Linked DNA regions of Mus musculus: all the other regions are linked to region 2. A link is a contact called in public Hi-C and HiChIP or PLAC-seq data. All regions are on one chromosome and are shown on one strand. Each heading gives the region's core, a stretch centred on a gene start, on an enhancer-like site or on the middle of the called end of the contact. The rest is flanking DNA. Distances are from core to core; before and after follow the strand shown. Region 1 has its middle 4.1 kb from the start of Gm31333. Region 2 has its middle 71 kb from the start of Gm31650. Region 3 overlaps Myt1l (myelin transcription factor 1-like).

Region 1 (3,589 bases), core at 469-2,968, 230 kb before region 2:
CACCAAGTATCTGTGGCTGCACATACCACAGACAGTACAGGAAGGCCTGAGTGGACCTGTCTATGGGAGTACCCCGGAACCTGTCCCTCATCACACTCCACCCCAGCCTCCAGCAAGTCCCACAGTTCACAGCTGCTCTGCACCAAGCAGCAAACTCAGGGGAGACGGAAATCAGGAGAACCTGTTCACAGTGGGCACAGCCATCTTCTCACTTATTCTTTGGGTCTTGTTCTGTATGTGGGGGTTCTAGCTGGCCACTGTCAGGTGGCTCCATGTAGGTCTGTTGCCTGTCTTACAGGGGTTGACTCATTGTGGGACTTCAAGAAAATGCTTATACGATCAACAGGGAATGATGGGACTCAGTCTGCGGTGTGAGAAGCAGGTACTTTTTACTAGACTCTGACTTAAGTAACCCCTGTCACAGAGCCCTCATTCCTCTTCCCAGAAGACACCCCTGCAGCCTGGGCCCAGAAATGTGTGTGTATTAATGTCTAAATCTTGTGGTTTTCAAGGTTTATCTCTAGAGATCTCAAAGGTCACACCAGTGTCATAACTGCTCTGTGCAAGAGCTGACATCAGGCCATAACCAAGTCTTTTCTTGAGCAACTCCAAGTTCTTAGGTCAGTGCCTCTCAGGACAGGCATAAACCAGAATGAATTGGAGCATCCTGTATAGGTAGTGAGGTTAGCAGACCACAGCTTTCTTGGGGGTGGGAGTGGAGGTGGGGGTAGGGGTGGGGGCAGGGGTGGGGGCAAGGTTAGGGTAGGGTAGGATGGGGCTGCTGCCCTATGTCTATTCTGACAAGGTCCTTGCCCATTCCCACTTGGCCCACACCCGCCCAGCACCATCTGCCTGCTCCCGGCTGGCACTCTGTCAGCTTCACGGCACTGCAATGAGCTTGGAAAGCTGGTGCATGGCTTAGCAGAGAGAGAATCTAAAATCCTTCCTCTGCCCACACGCCCCCCCATAGACCCCCCTACTCCCCCTCCTTGCTCCCCTCCACAACCAATTTATCTGCCAGTCCAGCCTACAAGCAGAGCTGGGGCCAAATTGGCTGCTTGCCCATGCTTATCAGACTCTGTGACCAGATGGCAGGAGAGCGGCCCATGGCAGGCAGGACAGGGCTGGGAAGTCCCTGTGTGCAGAGAGTGCTCACTGGGGAGGCATGAGGCCAGAAGGTTTTCTAAGTTGCAAAGGAGGTAAGGGGGAGAGGGACACTTTATCCCTGAGGGAGTCAATGGACTGTGGAGTATGTTTATGTAAACACATGGACACATGTATGCACATATGTGCCCTTATGTGGTTTTATACATTTGGGTGTATGCATGGTACGTGTACTTTTGCACACGTGAATCGCTTGTGCATCTATGCACACATGTGTATATTCCTGGTGCTGTAGAGAAAAAGCAGGAGGTGGGACTGGGAATGTCCTGTGCATCCGAAGTCCTAGAGGTGTGCCACTCATGGCCTGCCCTGGCACTGGTGTGCATAGTCGGCTGCAGGCTTGACTGCTTGGCTCGTTTCAGCCAGCTGGACTGGCTACACTGGAGACTGCACAGCCTAAGCAGAGGCCAGCTTCTCTGGCTGGGGAGGGACTCCCAGCTGCTGGCCAGAGGCAGCATGCATATTAATTCATTGATTCATTCCAGATTCTGCAGGTGTTCTCTCCAAGCCCACACCTCTGGAAAGTAGGACACTGTGAGAACTGAGAGGAGGCTGGCTTGCCACGGCGCAGAGAAAGGGAGTATTCAAGGTCGCTTGCGGGAGACGCATTGACTCACTCCTAGGTGATCTTTCAGGGGATTGGGTGAGGAAGGCCCAGCTTCCTGGCCTCCCTGGTACCACTCTTAGCAGGTTACCCTACCCCATTGATGACACCAACCCCCAGAGTCTGTTCATGTCCTTTCCGCCCTGTGCCAATCCCTGGGTGGTTTTGGCCTCTCCCTGGTAAGTGCTCCATCTTTGCCCAGAGCTCTGTTTTCTCTTCAGATCTCCCAGGCTGTACCCACTGCTCCCCAAGGCCTCTGTGCTGTACCCTGGTGGAGATTCACAGACCACCCAAAACCTGCAGCCTGGGCCATTCCCAACTTTCTCCCCTGCTTCTGTATTCGGTCTCTGGAAGCCTAACTCCTTTCCACCAGGCCTCGACCACTGCCCGTGGCACCTGCACCTCATCCTCTGGTCTTCCACAGCCAGGTCCCAGGCTTCAGGTTTTGCTCATCGCCGTGACACTTTAGGAACCACATTTTATCCATTCTCCAAACTGTCCCAGGTAAGGACTCTTCCTTCTGGTACAGCTAGAATCCGTCTACCTGGTGCTTAAAGCCTGTGCACAGAGCTCCATAAACTTCATGAATGCCCTGCTCTGAGGCCTCTCAGGCCACTCTCTGACTCCCTCCATGATGCTCACATGCTCCCTTCACTGTGCTCCACCAACTCCAGTGTGGTCCACATGAACCGACCAGGACCCACATTCAGTCCTGCCAGGCTCCCACTGAGCCTCTCACTCAGCCTCAGCACCTCATCCTGCTCCAGCCTTCTTTTCACATTACACAGGCTTCCTCCTTGACCTTTACAGGATCAAAATTGTCTTATGTTACCCCCTCTCTGTGTGCTAGGGGGTGACAAGGTATTTGTATTTCAACCACAAAAGTGTGCTGCATACTGCTGCCCCTCCACCGCATTCACACAGGATATACCTGTCCCTGCCCCCCAAACTCAGGCTCAAGGCTCTGTCTGGCGATAGAACTGCCTTCTTCCCCTTGGCCTGTCTCTGACCACTGAACTTCCTGATCTGTCTGAGGCATCATAAAGTACCTCTCTCTGGGAAAGAGAGACACTTGATGTCCATGCTTATGCATTTCTCTCCTGTCCCCTCAACTAGAGGGGATTTGTTCTCTGCTCTACAATAACCCATTACTGGTGTGAACACGCCTAACTTCAGGGCTGTTTTCACTGAACTTAAGTTGCCTTAAAATTTCTCTCACCCTGATGTACCTACAGATTCTATATGTTCTATTCAAAATGTAGATCCCAGCTGCTTCCATGTGGGCCAGGGCTTGGGACTCTTCATTCCTAGGAAGCAAAGCATTGTGGGAGGGCAGACATCTTGGATCTTCCCAGGAAGTAGCATACAGTCATTGCTGCTGTTGCAGGACACATAGGTGACTCACACAGGCATCTCATGCTCTGTAGGCTGGGAAATAAAAGGAAGGTGAGGCCCTTCTCAAAGTGGCCATCATGATGGCGAGACATAAAGCCTGAGTTGGTTTAGCCTGCATCCCAACAATACTATAAAAGAGAAGGCTTCTACTTGAAAGTGGGAGGGATGGACACTTTCAAGCCATAGCAGACCATCCACCTGCTCCCATGATGCACTGGGAGCTGGCAGTCAGGGTTCTGCATCCTGAAATTTGTTTGTGGAGTGTCCACGCATCATGGGCAGAAAGTTTGGGTCCCGGCGCTGTAGGTTCAATGTTGTATGTGAACAAAAGGAGCTTGAAAGAAGCTTTGGATGATATTGAAACCACACACATACACACACACACACACACACACACACACACACACACACACACACACACACACA
Region 2 (3,538 bases), core at 744-3,243:
TGACGACCTGGGACATTCATCCATTTACCCGTTATATCCTGGAACTTGAGGCCATGAGATCAAGAAGCAAGCCAAAGCCCCTAAGGGTGGTCTTGGCAGACAGGAGAGCACATGACAGGGCTCTGAGCTCCCTAGGTAGAGGAATAGAGGCTTAGAGCTTAGATGTGCCTGGCTGAACTGTGTTCATCCTAAGTTCTTACAGCAAAACTCCAGTCCGCAGGACCAGAGGTGACTGCAGTTAGACGATCAGGGTAAAATGTTCTAACTGGGCAGGATCAGGTATGGGAGGAAATGAGGATGATATATAGATGGTCAGGAATTTGAATGGAGGTGTATAGCAATGGGGGATGGGGAGCTGGGGTTAGCCACCAGCAAGTTCCAGATGCCAGGACCCAACAAGGATGAGATTAGCTGAAATGCCCAACAAAGGGGAAGGAGAACCTGTAGAGATCATATCCAGAGGTTAGGCAAGGCCCCCAGTAGGGGATGGGGCCACCCACCCTTCTCATAATTTTACCCCAGAATTGCTCCTGTTTAAAGGACTTACAGAGACAAAGTGTGGAGCAGGAAGGAAAGTGTAAAAGAAAGACCATCCAGAGTGCCCCACTTGGGGATCCATCCCATATACAACCACCAAATGCAGACACTATTGAGGATGCCAAGAGGTGCTTGCTGATAGGAGCCTGATATAGCTGTCTCTTGATAGGCTCTGCCAGAGCCTGACAAATACAGAGGCGGATGCTCACAGCCATCCATTGGACTGAGCAGGGAGACCCCGATGGAGGAATTAGGGGAAGGACTGAAGGAGCTGAAGGGGTTTGCAGCCCCATAGGAAGAACAACAATATCAACCAGCCAGACCCGCCCCCCCCCAAAAGCTCCCAGGGACTAAACCACCAACCAAGGAGTACACGTGGAGGGACCCATGGCTCCAGTCACATATGTAGCAGAGAATGGCCTTGTCTGGCATCAATGGGAGGAGAGGTCCTTGGTCCTGTGAAGGCTCGCTGCCCCAGTGTAGGGGAATGGCAGGGCGGAGAGGTGGGAGTGGGTGGGTGGATGAACACCCTCATAGAAGCAGGGGGAGGGAGGATGGGAAAGGGGGTTTCCAGAGAGGAAACTGGGAAAGGGGATAACACTTGAAATGCAAATTAAAAAATAATACCCAATTTAAAAAAAGGAAGGAAGAGAAAGAAAGAAGAACGGAAAGAAGGGGAGAAAGGGAGGGAGGGAGGGAGAGAGAGAGAGAGAGAGAGAGAGAGAGAGAGAGAGAGAGAGAGAGAGAGAGAGAGAGAGAGAGAGAGAGAGAGAGAGAGAGAGAGAGAGGTGGGGTCCCTATAGTTGGAAAAGCCAGCTTCTCTCTCAGTTCCATGCCCCTTGTCCCTGGCCTTGGTCCTGCCTGTTCCTGTATCAGCACTGTTGGTTCAGCTTTCAGGCTCTAAGAAGAACCTGAAAGAAAACACCTGGGGAAAGAAAACAGAATTAAACAACTCGAGCGCCCATCAGTCCTTAAGGATCAGTTAAACCATAGCAACTGTGCCCACTCTCAGTCGCTTCTGGTTCCCAGGATGCCTTGGGCTGCTGGGTTGTATTTCTCAGGGATTATTGCTGCTTCCCTGATTCTGATTCTCTGCCTCCCTATGTAGCCCTGGTCCTGTGGCTTGCAGGCTCTGGTTAGTTAACCCGGCTCCTCTGCCAGCTGGATTCGCCCTCCGTGCTCAGAAAATGTCTGCCGGGAAAGCAGGGCCACGGACATGCTCTTTGCTCGCCAGAAAGCTCCTGACTCAGCGTTTTCCCTCTGGTACTAGCAGAGCCCTCCGGGACAAGAAGGGCACGAACGGGGCCAGTGCTGCGTGGTAGCCAGTGACCTGCAGATCTGTTTGCTTCTGTTCCCTTTGGCCTGCAGACTGATGAACAGGGTACAGCCTGCACTCTGAGCCCTTAAAGAGGATGTTGAGTGGGCCTCGGGAACTAGTCACCCAATGGAGATCAAGCTGCCGTTCCCATGGTGATTCCACACTGAGCCCTGTGCCCTGGGAACTCACCTCCTCCCATTCACTGTAACCTCCATTAAGCAGAAACAAAAGATTAATACGGCAGAAGCCATTTAATGAACTCAGAGCTGGCAGCGGCTTTTTTCCAGAGCGGATTCCTGGAACAGCAATGCAGAGGCTTCCCCGCCTCTTCCAGGACAGCAAGGGCGTTCAGCTGTCTGATCTCTCTGGGCTGTCAGACATCCATGCAGCAAATGGGCCCAGGCAATCTCGTGGGTGTGGGGAAGACCCCTTACCTCTTTGTCTTTATTCAGGTCATTCTCTCACCTCACCAGAAAGGGAGGAGAAGAGGGTCTCAGGTACGTGAAGAAAGGATGCAAGCTTCCTCGCCACAGCTCGGGCCAGGGTGGGGGTGGGGTGTTGGTGGGGGTGTCAGGAAGCTAGCGCTGAGAGGAGACTGGAGGCAGCAGTCAGAGTGTCTGGAGACCAAGTGTCTAGACTTGGTTTGTGGGAGCTGCAAGCCTCCTTTGCTGCCCATTGTATCAGAGGTCTGAGCTCACTGAGCTGGTTAGAGAGCCGAGGGGTCACTGCATCCCCCCAGGCCAGGTTTTGTGCACACTGGGGGGTGGGCTCAGTAGAAGGTCTGGACATGCCTTGTCCGTTTCCAAGTTTTCTTCTCCACTGAGATGCAGCCCCTCTGCTTGTGCATGCATCCCTGCCTTTCACCACACCTCCTAATGATACACAGACCCTGGAGCGGGCTTATGTGGGATCTCTTGTTCTTCTAGAAGTTGATGTCAAACCTCAGGCCCATGTTTTGGACAGAAGCTTAAATTTCACAGACCCCTGGGGACACACACAGAGAACCTTCTTTCCAGAACAAAGGGTGGTCTTCTGAGAGCTATTCTCAGTTGTGCATACCACCTGGGCAATGGATAAGCAAGCATTCATTATTGCAAAGGTGAGATTAGATATAACCAGTCCAGTCATGAGAGTGGGAGGTCCCCAGCTCTTACCTAAGGAGTTTCCAGAGCCAATGCCACAAAGATGGCCTTTCTCACAAACCAGGTCCTAGCAACTACCCTGACAATGCAACCTGTGCTGCCTACAGAATTCAGGGATGCCGTGAGCTCTCAGTCTCACTCATCCTCATCCAGGCTACACTTTGGGGTGCAGCATTCACTGGTGCCAGTGTTCCAGTGACCACCCACCCTGTCCCTAATTTTGGCCTAGAAAGCCATCATGACTTGCCAGGCCTTATTTTCCTCCTCTTTAGAAACACTGGCTAACGGGCTGGATGAGAGGGCTGGGCACTGTGGTTGTTTGGTCAAGCTAGTTCTTCTCACACTGAAGACAGATAGTTCCCAAGTGCTGTCCATCAACAACAGCAGAGCTAGGGGTGGTGGTCAGAAACAGAAATGAAGGTGAGGCGGGGAGGAGAGATGGCTGGACACCAGGTTTGTGTCTAGACCTGGTTTGTGGGAGCTGCAAGCCTCCTCTGTGTCCCATTGTACCAGAGGTCTGAGGTCACTGAGGTGATTAGAC
Region 3 (3,313 bases), core at 378-2,877, 180 kb after region 2:
TTCCCCCAGCAGCACAGTTATGTACCCAGCTCCTGCAGCCCTTGTAATTGACCATTAAAGAGCTAACGGGAGGGCCTGACTATGATAAGGAAACACATTTGGAATCTAACCTGCTTAGGCATGCCCATTAACAGCTGAGGCAGAGGCACACTCCTTCACGGGTAGCCCAAGGTATTGCAAAGCTGATCAGAACTGGGTGGAATATTCAGACCTTTCTGATAAAGTGTGGCTGCTTGCTAATCCTTCACTATGGGCATCTGTCCATCAAGCCTGGTGCAAGCAGGGGACAGCACAGGTTTAACAGGACAACAAGAGTATGTGCCAAGGAGGAAGCTTTTCTGACTCGTATTTGCTCCACTACCCTTTTCTCTGTCATATGCAGGTCTAAAAGCCAGCTGTGGTCAAAGAGATGAGACATGGAGACCTGGCCTTGTCTCCCATCTTACACAGTACCTGAGGGCTGGCTTATACAAGTGCAATTGAGCATGCCCACTCCCCTTCTTTCTTCCCAACCCTGGGGTCTTACTTCAGAGGATACCATCTGGTGATGTGCTTCCTAATAGAAAAGTGGGTCTAGAGCCCTCAGCTGAGACAACCATTGAAGACCAGTTTTACTGCACACCTCCCATCTTGTAAACCATTTTCCATACTAGATAAGGAGAACTGGGAGGATGTTTATCAGATGAGGTAGACCAGCGGCCTTATCCAGGACACAACTGCCTCTGTGTCTTGCTATACCAGCACAGAATTCGGAGGCTGGGTACAGATGTGCGGCCAGCTCGTGTGTGTATGTGTGTGTGTGTGTGTGTGTGTGTGTGTGTGTGTGTAGGGGGGCTACTGATCTAGGGGAGTTGTTATGGGAGAGCTGCAGTGTGACTGGTGTTACCTACTTAGATTGGGCATCAGCTTCCCTTTCTGATTCCCTGAATGATCTTGTTATGCAAATCCCAAATTCTTCATTTGTCCCAAGTCGTCTTGAAATTAGATCTCTGTCTGTGTTCAGATCCAGAGCCACAGGTGAAGCTGTGTGCTGCCAGAAGGGCAGAGAGACCAAATGCCAATCCCTAAGCAGAACCTAACAGGTGCCCTGAATGTGGACAGAGGGAGTAGGAAATGTCTGTGGGTTTCGATTCTGCTATAATGGTTTCTCTGGCTGGCTGTGTGTGAGGGGCATTTCTGCTACAACCCCTTCGATCTAAATGATTGTGGTGAAATCGTTGCTTAGATAAGATCCTCCTCGGGGGAAAGACTGTGAGTAAGGAGAAAACCAGCCAGCGCTGCCCTTTAGTCGAGGAGGTATGATAAAGGTAGGGGAGGGTTGCCGACAGGATGGTCCGGGTTTCTCAGAGGAGATTTTGCCAGGCAGGATAGTGATGGGGGTAACATGTGGTGGATGTTTGCCACAATCCCATAGCTATAAAGCCGGGGGAAGAACTCTGGCCAGGCCAAGTGAGATGATCAGCTTCATAAGAAGGATGCTCCTCTGGGGGTAATTTAGAGAATATTTCTGGGTGAGAAGGCAGTTTCTGTACAGGGACACCCGAGAGCCACCTGGAGGACAGGCGGAGTAGGTCATGGGGGGTCAGAAGCCACCTTACAACAGTCTCTGGTGATGAGCCTATGACTTCACTCTCCTGATAACGGGAAATTACGGAAAGCTTTTGTGTGGCTGAGTGACAAGGCCAGAGCTTTTCTCTGGGATAATTAATCTGGCAGCCAGTCAGTGGCTACTTCCTGCCAATTGCATCTCTAAAATAGCTCTCCCAACTGCTGCCTCCCCTCCACCCCTTCCACGCTTTCTCTGGGACTGTCACTTATTCACTCATGGTACCCCACTGCACAACCTGCCAATCATCTGTAGTCTGTGGTGTGGGAGACTCCGGGAAAGCTACAGTCGGCACCTCATGGTTGTATTTCTGTCCTCTGTGTCTGACGGAGAGCCTGACCACTCTGTTCATGGTCTGTGTAAGGACCACCTTTTCTGTTCCTTCTGCTCATAGTGGATCCCTAATTAGCCATATCCCATCACTCTTCAAAGGTTGTGTTTCCAGAAAGCCTCCCCTGTCCCTTCCCAGTGGCATCCATCCTCTTTCCCCTGAGTGTTCACAAGGAAGATTGCCTTGTATTTATAGATGTGTGTATGACAGTGCTACCTTCCCAGAGACCAGGACAGTTTACCAGTTCTGTGGGCGTGGGTATCACGGTGGATGGTGACTTGATCTGTGCTCCTGTGAGAGATGCAGGGGACCTCACCCCAGTGTAGATGCTGGGACTGAGGTGCTGCTGTTGGTAGGCACCTCATTGCCTCACATTGTTTTAGTTACTTTTACATTTTTGTGCTAACACACCATGACCAAGGAAACTTATAGGACAAAAGGTTTAATATGGAGGCTTGTAGTTCCAGAGGGCAAGTCTAGGACCATCATGCTGCAGCATGGCAGCAGGCTAGCAGGCATGGCTCTGGAGCTCAGATCTGCCCCACAAATACAAAGCAGAAAGAGCTAGCTGAGAATCATGTGGGTTTTTGAAACCTCAAATACCCTCCACCACCCTTCATTTCCCACCCCTACTCCACTACTTCCCTTGCCATGACACACCCCCTTCAACAAGGCCAGATCTCCTAAAATCCATCCAAATAGCCCTAACAACAGGAGACCAAGTATCCAAATACTTGAACCTAGGGAGCCACTCTCATTCAAATCACCACCAACATTCACAACCCCTGTGGTGATTCAGAGTGAATTTCCTTCTTCACTCCAATTTCTAGTGGTAGTCTCTGCTCCATTGTGCATCCTGCTATTTAGAAATTGGCGTGATGTCACTATGGGGAGAGCCATCATAAGTCCTTCCAGTATCCAGACCCCTGTCACTGCCTGCTTTGAGTTCCTTTAGATGTACTGTAAAGATGATGTTAACTTTTCATCGCTGTGACAAAATTCCTGAAGAATCAGAATAAACAAAGCAAGGTCTATTTTGTCACATGGCATCACAGGTAGCTTCCGTGGCTGGCTCCGTTGCGTTATGCTGTCTGGTGCCAGCTCATGGTTGAGGTTTCAGGTCAGTTCATGACTGGCTCCATTGCTTTTAGGTGTGTGGTAGAGCAGAAACACTCGGTGGAAGGTGATGGTGTAGCCAGCCTGCTCCCCTCCTGCCCGCCAGCTAGCAAAGTGACTGACAGGAAGGGACCAAACACAAGATACACCATTCAGAGATGTTCCCCCAGTGACCTGCTTTCTTTGAACAGGCCTCATTTCATGAAAGTGCATTCATTTATGGATCTATGGATTGACCTATTGATGAGGTCAACTTCCTC

Evidence for each region. A called contact is a pair of places that touch in the nucleus more often than the background predicts. HiChIP or PLAC-seq counts read pairs in DNA pulled down with a chosen protein or histone mark.
Region 1: a Hi-C map of forebrain shows a contact between it and region 2, with 3 times the contacts expected there. The contact joins two enhancer-like sites. A contact is called at or near these places in 5 of 484 Hi-C or Micro-C datasets (cerebral cortex, cortical neurons and forebrain) and 1 of 115 datasets of contacts at active chromatin or transcription factors (neural progenitor cells).
Region 3: a contact with region 2 is called in an H3K4me3 HiChIP or PLAC-seq map of embryonic hindbrain, with 3 times the contacts expected there. The contact joins two enhancer-like sites. A contact is called at or near these places in 1 of 39 promoter capture datasets (hippocampal neurons), 6 of 484 Hi-C or Micro-C datasets (the N1E-115 cell line, brain, cerebellar granule neurons and 3 more), 7 of 115 datasets of contacts at active chromatin or transcription factors (PVALB interneurons, embryonic forebrain, embryonic hindbrain and 4 more) and 3 of 9 other capture datasets (adipose tissue, liver and pancreatic islet).

The regions. Positions count from the first base shown.
Region 1 is chr12:29,136,068-29,139,656 of GRCm38.p6, forward strand. No RefSeq gene overlaps it. Among named protein-coding and RNA genes, the nearest start is that of Gm31333, 4.1 kb to the right of the region's middle. Within about 2 kb of position 1,719, at least 70 of the 459 cell types and tissues checked have an H3K27ac peak or open chromatin away from gene starts, as enhancers often do. A contact at or near this core is called in cerebral cortex, cortical neurons, forebrain and 1 more, where this site is marked.
Region 2 is chr12:29,366,533-29,370,070 of GRCm38.p6, forward strand. No RefSeq gene overlaps it. Among named protein-coding and RNA genes, the nearest start is that of Gm31650, 71 kb to the right of the region's middle. Within about 2 kb of position 1,994, at least 113 of the 459 cell types and tissues checked have an H3K27ac peak or open chromatin away from gene starts, as enhancers often do. A contact at or near this core is called in the N1E-115 cell line, PVALB interneurons, brain and 8 more, where this site is marked.
Region 3 is chr12:29,546,269-29,549,581 of GRCm38.p6, forward strand. The region is part of intron 1 of Myt1l (myelin transcription factor 1-like); the gene reads left to right. Among named protein-coding and RNA genes, the nearest start is that of Gm20208, 17 kb to the left of the region's middle. Within about 2 kb of position 1,628, at least 38 of the 459 cell types and tissues checked have an H3K27ac peak or open chromatin away from gene starts, as enhancers often do. A contact at or near this core is called in the N1E-115 cell line, PVALB interneurons, brain and 5 more, where this site is marked.